Regions from separate parts of the Arachis hypogaea genome. Here regions 1 and 2 are each linked to region 3. Evidence: chromatin contacts called from public Hi-C data. All regions are on one chromosome and are shown on one strand. Each heading gives the region's core, a stretch centred on a gene start, on an enhancer-like site or on the middle of the called end of the contact. The rest is flanking DNA. Distances are from core to core; before and after follow the strand shown.

Region 1 (3,192 bases), core at 157-2,656, 270 kb before region 3:
AAACTCTTTTCAGATTTTTAAGTACTATAACAGTTATTTATATTTTATGATTATAGGTGAATAATGTTGTAGTACTTAAAATGTGGTACTTACTTATTAAAAAAAGTTAAAAATTAATATTTAATTTAAAAAATATAAAAATAAATAATTTTAAAAAATCAAAATTTATTATAAAAAATAAGTTAGACAAAATTTAAATATCACCATGATTATATTACTTGCTTGTATGCGCTTATGCAATTCTACCTTTTGGTTTTTTTTCATGAAAGCCTTAAGTTTCATGATAGAAAGTTAAGAGTTGAGGCGAGGGACAATGCAACTTTTGCATGAAAATGTGAACTGGAGCGTAACAAGCAGGTAATGCCCAGATTAGCATCTTTTAAGAATCTGAAAATCATGAATGAAAGTGATCTATCTATCCATCTTTCTCGTGATAAAAAAGAAAAGAAAAGAGGTTATATATTTGCTAGATAAAGATTAAAGAAAGTGATATTTCAAGTCGTGCAGATTGTGACCTATGCTATATGCATATCAAGACTCTTAATTTCCAAACAAAATTTACTCTTCAATTAATTATCATCATACTAGCTACTACCCATTCTACACGTAACAAACTAATTAAATAATAAAAAATTTTCGGAGTTAACTTTTTTCAACTAAAAAAAATTTTCGTTTTTTTCCCATATCTATCATGGATCTTCGTTTAGCTATGAGCCAGAGGTGTGTATATTCATGGGTATTAAATAAAATTAAAAAAAATAATATAATCCAACTGAAAATAAAATAAATTTATAAATATTATCCAAATTTAACGTCCATGAGTTACTTCCAAATTCCAACTCCTGGCTTCATTATTGTTGTATGTTTCCAAAGAAAAGGTTTAGTTAAGATGAGTAAAACATCTAAATAGAAAATTTTTATGCTGATATATAACACTACTAAAAAATTAGTTATTACAGACAGATATTTTTGATGAATTTTATCTCACGGAAATATAGACGGAATTTTAGAGGAATTTTTGTCGAAAAATAAAAAAAATGAATTATTAGCATAAATTACAGACGGAAAAGAAAATCCGTCGATAATTCTGTCGGAAAAATTAATTTTTTTCGTGGGAAATGATTACAGATGGAAAATCCGTCAATAATTAAATGGACAAAACGCTGCAGTTTTATTAAATTATTACAGACAGAAAATCCGTCTGTAATTTAAAGTTTTTTGTCGGAAATATTAAAATAAAGTTTTGGAAATCACATTCTTCTCTCTGTTTCAGTTCCCACTCCCGTGCCTCCACACTCATCCCTCTATCAGCCTTGCACCGCCGTCGCATTGGACCTCCATTGTACTAAACTTCCATCGCACCGAGGCTCTGTCGTACCCCTTCCTGGTTCTTCTCCGTCACACCCCTTCCGTCAGCCTTGTTCGCGTCGCTCCCTTTCGAACCCTAATGTGCATTTCTCTCTTCGATCTCTCCACTAGTGCTTGCTCTTCTCCGTGTGTTGCTGCGTTTCTCTCTTCGATCTTGCCTCAGCTATGCAGGTAACCTTAATCTCCTTTCTCTTTCATCGATGTTTCTTTCATTCAATTCCATTGCTAACTCTAATTATATTATTCTATATTCCATCACTAACTCTAATTCTATTTCCTATTCTATGATAAGAACTTGTAACAGTTACAGTTCTTTATTTTGTGTTCTTATAAACTTGTTTGTGAAATCAAGGTTCCTAAATCAAGTTTCATTTTGGTTGAATTTTTTAGGGGTTAGGTTTTTATTGATGCAATGTTTCTTGTTTTCGTGTTTTTGCTGAAGATTGATTGGCTGAACAAGTTTTTTGAATAGCCTTACCTTGATAAGATATTTGCATTTTGAATAAGCTTTGATCATTTTTCATTTTTGCTTTTTACCTTGGTTGTTTGTTTGTCGTAATGTGTTAATTTTTCTTTTGTTTAGGCAATTTGTAAGATAGAATTAGTTATACACTATACGCTAAAAGAGTTTTGATTTCAATGCTTAAACTACTTTAATTGTAGTAGGCAGATAGAATTTCTCTTCCTTTTTTGAATATTATCCGAATCTGAAAAGTGGAAGCTTGGTTCTTTTACTTGTCATAAGAAACATATAAGAGACTCTAGCTAGTTCTTTCTTTTTGCTGCTTTTCAAATATTCTATCTCTGAATGTGCAAAGTAGGACAAGATGGAAAGTAGAGGGAGCAAAGCAATGCCTGCACAGAAAAATGGGCGTTGATCGAATCGAGAAATGAAAATGGCTTTGATACAAGATGTATGTGATAATTTATTAGTGAAATAAATTTTCAGTACATAGGATAAATTAATGTTTTCAAACTTGACATGTTGATAAATTGAAGAGAAAGCTGAGACATGAAGAGAATGTGCATAGTATACTTAATACTTGCTTTCTTTCTTGTCAAGTCTAAAAAAAACAAATCCACTCTTATGAAGAAAGTATAATTAGAAATTTTAGGATGGATGAATTAAGTTCTAACTAAAAAAATAATGTAGTGAGGTTACTAGGATCTTGCACAGAAGGTGTTTGTAGATTTGACGAGATGGTGGCAGGGAAGGAGAGAAAGTATTACATGCTTGGTGGGAAAGGGGGTGTGGGAAAAACAAGCTGTGCTACCTCCCTTGCTCAGGTATCTAATGAGACCAAAAAAATCTCTTGATTGTTTAGTTTAGTAGTTCTTCAATATGGATAAAATTTCAGAAGTGTAATGCTACAATCTCATTAGGATTTGACAGGTGGTAGGCTTGTTCCGGTTGAAGGAGTAGAGTCACCATTATATGCTCTCGAAGTACTCATTTTGATTGAAACAGAATTGAATATTAAACTAATAGTGTATCGAAGGTTTAATGACATTATCGCAATGTACATTTTATTACAATAGCTACCAGTGTTAAGAGTTTCAAATAAAGCTTGAAGACTGTTCTTGTTGAAATTGAATAAGCTTAATGAGAGAATGACTTAGAAATAGCAAGAAGCTAGTTTCTTATTCACCCAAATCACCTCTGAGATAATACTTTGATAAGGACTTCTTTGTTTAATGTTGTATGATTTGCAATGTAACTCTTTTCTATAAAAAACGGTTAATATTTTCCAGTAATATATTTTTTGGATACCTGTTCAATGTTTTAATTTAGATTTTCCCATTTTTTAATTATGACGACAATTT
Region 2 (3,433 bases), core at 441-2,940, 420 kb after region 3:
TGGCACAGAAAAATTGAGCCTAAGCACAGAATCATAAAATTAGAGTATACCTCTTTATAGCCGCGGAGTGTTGCCCGAGAGAGCCTGGTGGTTGCTCCGAGGAGAATCTCACAGATGACGATGTTGGACACTGTGGCGAAGAGGTGGAAGAAAAACGCCGATGGTGGCCAAAGGATGAGGAGAAGCACGTGGGGACGAGGGGGTAGGCTCCGGGAGCGAAATTGGCGAAGGTGTATCAAGCAAAGGGGTAAGAAAAGGAGCGCGAGGAGGACGGCGTCTGGTTTCTGGAAGAAGGTGAAGCCATGACGACCATTATTGAATTGATTCGAATTGGATGTGATTGAAACTCGTGCAATGAGAAAATGCAAGCGGCGGCAGCAACAGGGGAAGAAGAAGCTCGTGGACGCAAGTCTCCATTATGATTTCAAATGAGAAGAATTCAAAAATTGAAAGTCATGCAAAACCATACCTGAACCGGTGGATGAGGATGACCAGCGAATGGCCGTTGCTGAGGTCAATAATGAGATCGTGGACGGAGCGATGGAGAGAGCGGCGGCAGCGAAAGAAGCTCATGTGATGGAAAAAGCGTTGGACAGAGAGAGGAAGAAGCTCTTTGGCGACAATTTGTGTGGAGTGTGAATAGATCGAGAGGATAGGATCTGAGTTAAGGTTAACTCAATATTTTCGACGAAAAATTTTAAATTACAGACGAATTTTTCATCTGTAATAATTTAATAAACGCAACGTTTTTTCATTTAATTACAGACAAATTTTTTGTCTGTAACTATTTTCTACGAAAAAAAATTAATTTTTCTGATAGAATTATCGACGGATTTTTTTTCTATTTGTAATTTATGCTAATTCATTTTTTTTCCAACAAAAAATTTTTCTAAAATTCTGCCTGTATTTCTATGAGATAAAATTCATCAAAAATATCTATTTGTAATATCTAATTTTCTAGTAGTGTCTCATTCTCTCTCACTCACGACATTCTCTTTATTTTCCTAAAGAAAATGGTTCGGTATTGCTTGGAAAAATGATGGTTAATGAAAGAGGAATGATTAATTAGTGTTAAGGTGACACATAGAGAACTTATATGTCATAATTATAAATATATACATGTATACCTGATAGCCACGTTTGGCTTTGTTTTTTAATCTTTACTTCCTTAAGGCACATTTGGCCAAGAGAAAAGAAATAATAATAATAATAATAATAATAATAATAATAATAATAATAATAATAATAATAATAATAATAATAATAATAATAATAATAATAATAATAATAATAATAATTCTAAAAAATTAATTTAAATTTTGTCTATCAAAATAGTATTTAATAAATAATTTAAATTAATAATTAAATTAAATTTTAATAATAAAAAATTTTTATTTAATTATTTTTATTAAAAATAATTTTTTAAAAATAAAATTTTAATATAATATAATGATTTATAAATAACTAATTATTTAATTTTCAAAAATTTGAAATGTTACAAGATGCGATAAATTAATTATTTATAGTTTAATTCAAACATGATACTCTATATGCAAATGAATATATAATTAAATTTATTTTTGATAATATATAAATAAATAATTTATTCTCTAAAAAATATTGCTAAAAAAACGCAAATGATGAAATTTTGATTAGCGTCTCCAAATACGGGCTAACTATGTGGGCTTTTAATTTCAGATGCAGAGCTCTTACTTATTTTAATTTTTTTTAGGAATATTGGTTAATTGGTTTCACTGTTTCAGTGTGTTTATCCGTATCCAACAACCACTCTTTCTCAGAATAACTCGACCCTTTAAGGATCATGTCACTGCCTTCAAAGTGCCTCTGTTGCAATGTAGCCTCCTCACTCACACTCTCATCATTATCTCCTCTTCCTCCTCCTCCTGCACCTGCTGTATGCACCTCCACTTATTACCATAACCCTGCCCCACTTATCCACAAATCTCCATTTCAACAAGTGGACCACCTAACAACACGTGGCAAAGAAAAACCATGGAGCAGGAGGAGGAAGAGGAGGTTGAGGCTGAGACCTCTTTCAGCATCTGTCCCGGCTCCGCCGCCACTCGACCTCACAGAAGACAATGTGAGACAGGTGTTGGTTGATGCTCGCGCGGAGCTGGGACAGATCTTTGACACTTCAGTTGGCATCACTGGTTGTTGTTTTTGTTGTTCAATGAAATATGTAAAGGATAGATATAATATTGTATATGTTCTTCATGAATATGCTTCTTCTTTCAGGAACGGTTGAATTGGCAGAGTTAGATGGACCTTTCGTGAAGATCAGCCTCAAGGGTCGCTTTTGGCACAAGCGTTCCGATGTCGTAGCCAGAGTCGCTAATTATCTCAAACAGAGGATCCCTGTAACTCTCTCTCTTCTCTTCCTTTTCCATAATCACTATTAAACACTATAAAATATAAACTCTATGTTCTTTCAAAATTGGTATCTGGTCACAACTTAGAATCACTGTCCTGATTGCTTTCTTATTAAGTGACTAAACAATAACTAATTCTCTATCGCTTTACTTCGTTCAATCCAAATGCAAAAGCCTAGAACAAGAGCCAAACATGTTCCCTATTTGGATTTTCAGGAGATTTTGGAGGTTGATATAGAAGACGAGAAACAATTGGATGACAGTCCGGAGAACTTTTGAGGTTTTGCACGCAGCTATCACACTCTTTTTATTTTGCTTATTCTTTATGGAAATTTGTTTACGTAAGTTTGGTTTCGGAGAAGAGGCTCACAAACAACCCTTTAATAATGTATTGCATAATTGTATGAGAATTCCTTAAAGAGATAAATCTTTGAAACATCACCTTCATTTGGCAGAGTATTGTAGTGTTTCCAAGTAGTCCCAGTTTGAGATTTCAATAATGTAAAACAAGGTGGTTTCGCAACTAGCTAGTTTTAGCCTCTTATTTTATGCAGTAGAAACTACTTATACATGGCACTCTAAATGTTGTGTTATCAGGAAGCAATCAGTGCCGGTCTTTTGGTTGACTGATTGTATGAATATGTTTGTTTTGTTATGGCTCCAACTTTTCTTCCACTTTGTTGTAAATTTCCTCTACAGTTTGAGCTACTTATAATTGGTCACTAGTTTTGCCTGTTGAAACACAAGGAAAAGGGACAAGCAAAGCCAACTAGTTAGAATCTTAATTTAGGACTTTAAATCAATTTTAATGTTAAATTATTTTATTAGGTCAGACGAATTTATGACTCAAATTGTGTTATAAGTTCATGTTTTACATTTAGTTTACTCTTTTATTTTATATTAAATCTCAATTTCAAATAAGTGATCACTTCTTTTTGTATTAAGGTGCAATGCTGTTGTCTCTTGTTGAATGAAGATGTTTGATCAACTGAATAACTTTAATTCTTTGAGTTAATCTTCTATGCATTACTATTTTGCTG
Region 3 (3,230 bases), core at 120-2,619:
CTTGGTCTGGGGGCTGCAGGGCACATTCTTCGCTTCGGTTTATCAATGATGACTTTCCAACATTAGGGTATCCAACTATTACAGCTCGAACCTTTATACAGTGACATGAATAATTCACTTCAACTTAGTTATATTCATTTGAAACAAGTACTAACGAGTGAGAATTAGTGTAAAACTTAAAAAGAAAAGTAAACTTATCTTTGTAAAATAAAAAACACAAGAAATAGCCTAAAGATTATACACAGCAATCAGATAGATTATTTTGGTTATGCAATTTACTGATCCAAACTTTCACTCAAACAATGTGTAATGCTGCAACAGAGAGAGAAGTACAAAATTACTACCCATACGGTTTAAATTATGTTTTCCTTGTATGGATATTAGATAATGAAAGGAATTCTTTTGAGCAATAAGAGAAATCCTTTTGCCAAATAATTATTAAAGGAATGACACAACTAAAATTGACACTTAATTGTTATATAACCCACTGGACGAGGAAGCAGTCCTTTGGCTCTGCGTTTAATATTTACATCGGCTGCTGATTCCTTTGCTAACCGGCCTAGCTTTATTGTACCCTTTGCAATACATACAACACAGAATTAAGTATGTGGCATGTGAAACTTCCTAACAAGAGGTCAAGAGCTAGAAAGAAATTAATTTACAGCATAACAAAGCAATAATTTCAACAACTAACAGTTATCTACTCCATAGTCAAGTGCAAAACCTGTTCACAAGAGCAGAACCTGTTCGATTCATATCAATTTATATTTTTTTTTCTTATTCATTTTTTTTATGGGAATTTTTTTTTTCTTATTCATTAGAACAAAGATACTTAGTAATGCAATGCAGCAAACTGAATTACCCATGAGATTATCAGTCTACAATTTCTATGTATATATCATCTGCAATAAAAGGAAAAAGTGAAAAACCCAGTAAGTAGTGAAAAATCGAGCATCAACCAAGAAGTTTGCATAACAATACTTGTCATTCTCATTCCAACCAAGGTAACATTACTGAACAGATAAACGACCTCCCTCACCTTATAATCCCCGCACTCGCGACGGCGACAACACACGAGCCACCAGACCTGACACGGGGATCCATCTCTATAGCGAATCTCGCCGGGAACAGCGCCTTGTCGATCCTTGCGGAGAATGCGAAGTCGAACGCACCGTCGAAGAACGGCGGGTTGTGAGGGTCAGCGCGCTGGACGAACGCCGACGAACTAGTGGCTGGCGCCAGCAGAGACGCAGGGAACCTCGGAGTGGTTAGAGGCGGCGACGGTGTTGACGGAGAGGAGAAGCAACAGTTGGAGGCAGGGTAAAATTGAAAAATTAGGGTGTTTATTGTTTAGTAAAACGGCATCGTTTAGTAAGAACCGGTCAATTTCCAATCTGATGTAACCGCCAGTTCATGGCCGGTTCAACGGTTTTTGACTGATTCTTCAATTGTTGGTTCTCAATTAAACCAATTCGATTGATCGGTCTAATCTAATTTTTAGAACCATATATTTTCGTATTATTCAAATTTTTAATTTATAAGGTATTCAAGAAAAAAAGTTATTGCTTTATTAAACTTATTCTATTAATAAATAGAATATGATTTCTATTTATTATTATTATTTTTATATATAATAAAATTATAAAGGTAAGATTAATTAAGATAACGGTAAATTATTAAAAATATATTATAATTATCTTGATAAAAATGTCTCTGAATTTTGTTATAAGCAAAATTAGATTATATTATGTATATACTAAAATCAACCACTAGTATAAAATACATGTTAGAATATAAATACATATTAAAAATAAATTAAATCACACATTTATTTATATTAAAATATATTGATAACTAATTTTAGTAACTGATTTTAGTGTACGAATAACATTTTTAGACAAAAATACTCTCAAATATTTTAAAAATCTGTAAAAATATTCATCCGTGATCGGAGATCTATTTTGTAAAAGAAAAAGAATAACGCGGCTCATTTGCTAATGTCAAAATCTCACTTGCCACATGTAAGAACCGGAATTTTCACGAATAAAATTATTTAAATGCCCCAATTTAATTCCGAAAAGTTAGGATGAGAATTTGGAGGATTTAAGTATAATTTTTGGACTCAGTAGGTCCTTCAGAGTCAGAAAATGTGTTTTCTGCGAAAAAACAGTAAAAAACCGCAAACAGGCAGTCGAACCGATTCAAGTATGTCCGGTGCTGCACAAGAAAAAGTGAAACCAGCCGAAAGGCTTAGAAAAACATTAGAAATGGAAAACCGGGCATTAATTTTAAAGGTTTGGCTCGAAGTTAGGCCAAACGGGCTAAAAACGCTAACGGGTTGGACCGGACCCAAGTTGGGCCCAAGCCTAACATATATAAGGGCTCATTAATGAACCCATTCTTCATTAAACACACACACATAACAGAAACTTGAGAGGAGAGGAGGAAGAATAAGAAACACTATTCACCACTCTCTTCTGTTCGCAATATCTTGAGCTACAGAGCTCCGATCGCCACACCATTTGTGGCTACGCATTCCTTGAGACAAGCTCTACAAAATCCACCCAAGAAAGTAGTAAGGTAACCACAAAATCTTTTCTGTTCCTCCCTTCAAAGTTTCGAAAATCTAGGGTTTTTGATTAAGTGAGTTTTTATGATTTTGGATGTTTAGGTTCACTCTAATCCTTGCTTAGCTTTGGGTTTTAACATCCAAATCTATTGGAAAAGGTAAGAGGTATTGAAACTCTTGTGAAATTTCAATTATAATGAGCTCTAGGTTGATTTATGATGGTTTATGTACATATAGCTTGTTTATGGTCAATTTGGAGCTTGTTGATGCTTGTTGAAGATTCTTGGTGGCATAGATTGTGATTGAAAGCTTGTCTTGGGCTCACTTTGAGGTTTTGGTGCATATTGGAGATCGACTAAGATATGGTTTTGATTTTCTCTATGTAGTATATAATATTCATGGACACTTAGGCTAGTGACCTATAGGATAGGTTTGAATTAAAATGGTTGATTGGTGTTGAATGTTGTTGTATGTTGATTTATGATGAATTGGTGAAGGTTGGGTTCAATTATAATGATTGATAATGATATGATGAGGATAAATGATTTGTGAAATTGAGAAGTGAATTGTGTTGATATATGTAATGATAATGTTGATGATTTGGTAATGTAGTTGGAAAAGTGTTAATGAGGATTGATTATAATGTGAAATATTGATGTTG

The links. A called contact is a pair of places that touch in the nucleus more often than the background predicts.
Region 1: a contact with region 3 is called in a Hi-C map of leaf, with 3 times the contacts expected there. The contact joins the promoter of LOC112696745 here to the promoter of LOC112696751 in region 3. A contact is called at or near these places in 2 of 8 Hi-C or Micro-C datasets (both in leaf).
Region 2: a contact with region 3 is called in a Hi-C map of leaf, with 2.7 times the contacts expected there. The contact joins the promoter of LOC112696753 here to the promoter of LOC112696751 in region 3. A contact is called at or near these places in 3 of 8 Hi-C or Micro-C datasets (leaf and an unstated tissue).

Annotation. Positions count from the first base shown.
Region 1 is chr6:78,519,308-78,522,499 of arahy.Tifrunner.gnm2.J5K5, forward strand. It overlaps LOC112696745 (peroxisomal nicotinamide adenine dinucleotide carrier), which reads left to right and starts at 1,407. Exons shown (of 8, transcript XR_011862373.1): 1 at 1,407-1,539; 2 at 2,187-2,282; 3 at 2,522-2,655.
Region 2 is chr6:79,209,923-79,213,355 of arahy.Tifrunner.gnm2.J5K5, forward strand. LOC112696753 reads left to right here and starts at 1,691. Exons shown (of 4, transcript XM_072197158.1): 1 at 1,691-2,174; 2 at 2,260-2,381; 3 at 2,610-2,673; 4 at 3,339-3,433. The coding sequence starts at 1,823. The coding sequence ends at 2,672.
Region 3 is chr6:78,787,726-78,790,955 of arahy.Tifrunner.gnm2.J5K5, forward strand. It overlaps LOC112696751 (aberrant root formation protein 4), which reads right to left and starts at 1,370. Exons shown (of 16, transcript XM_029287552.2): 1 at 1,040-1,370; 2 at 863-902.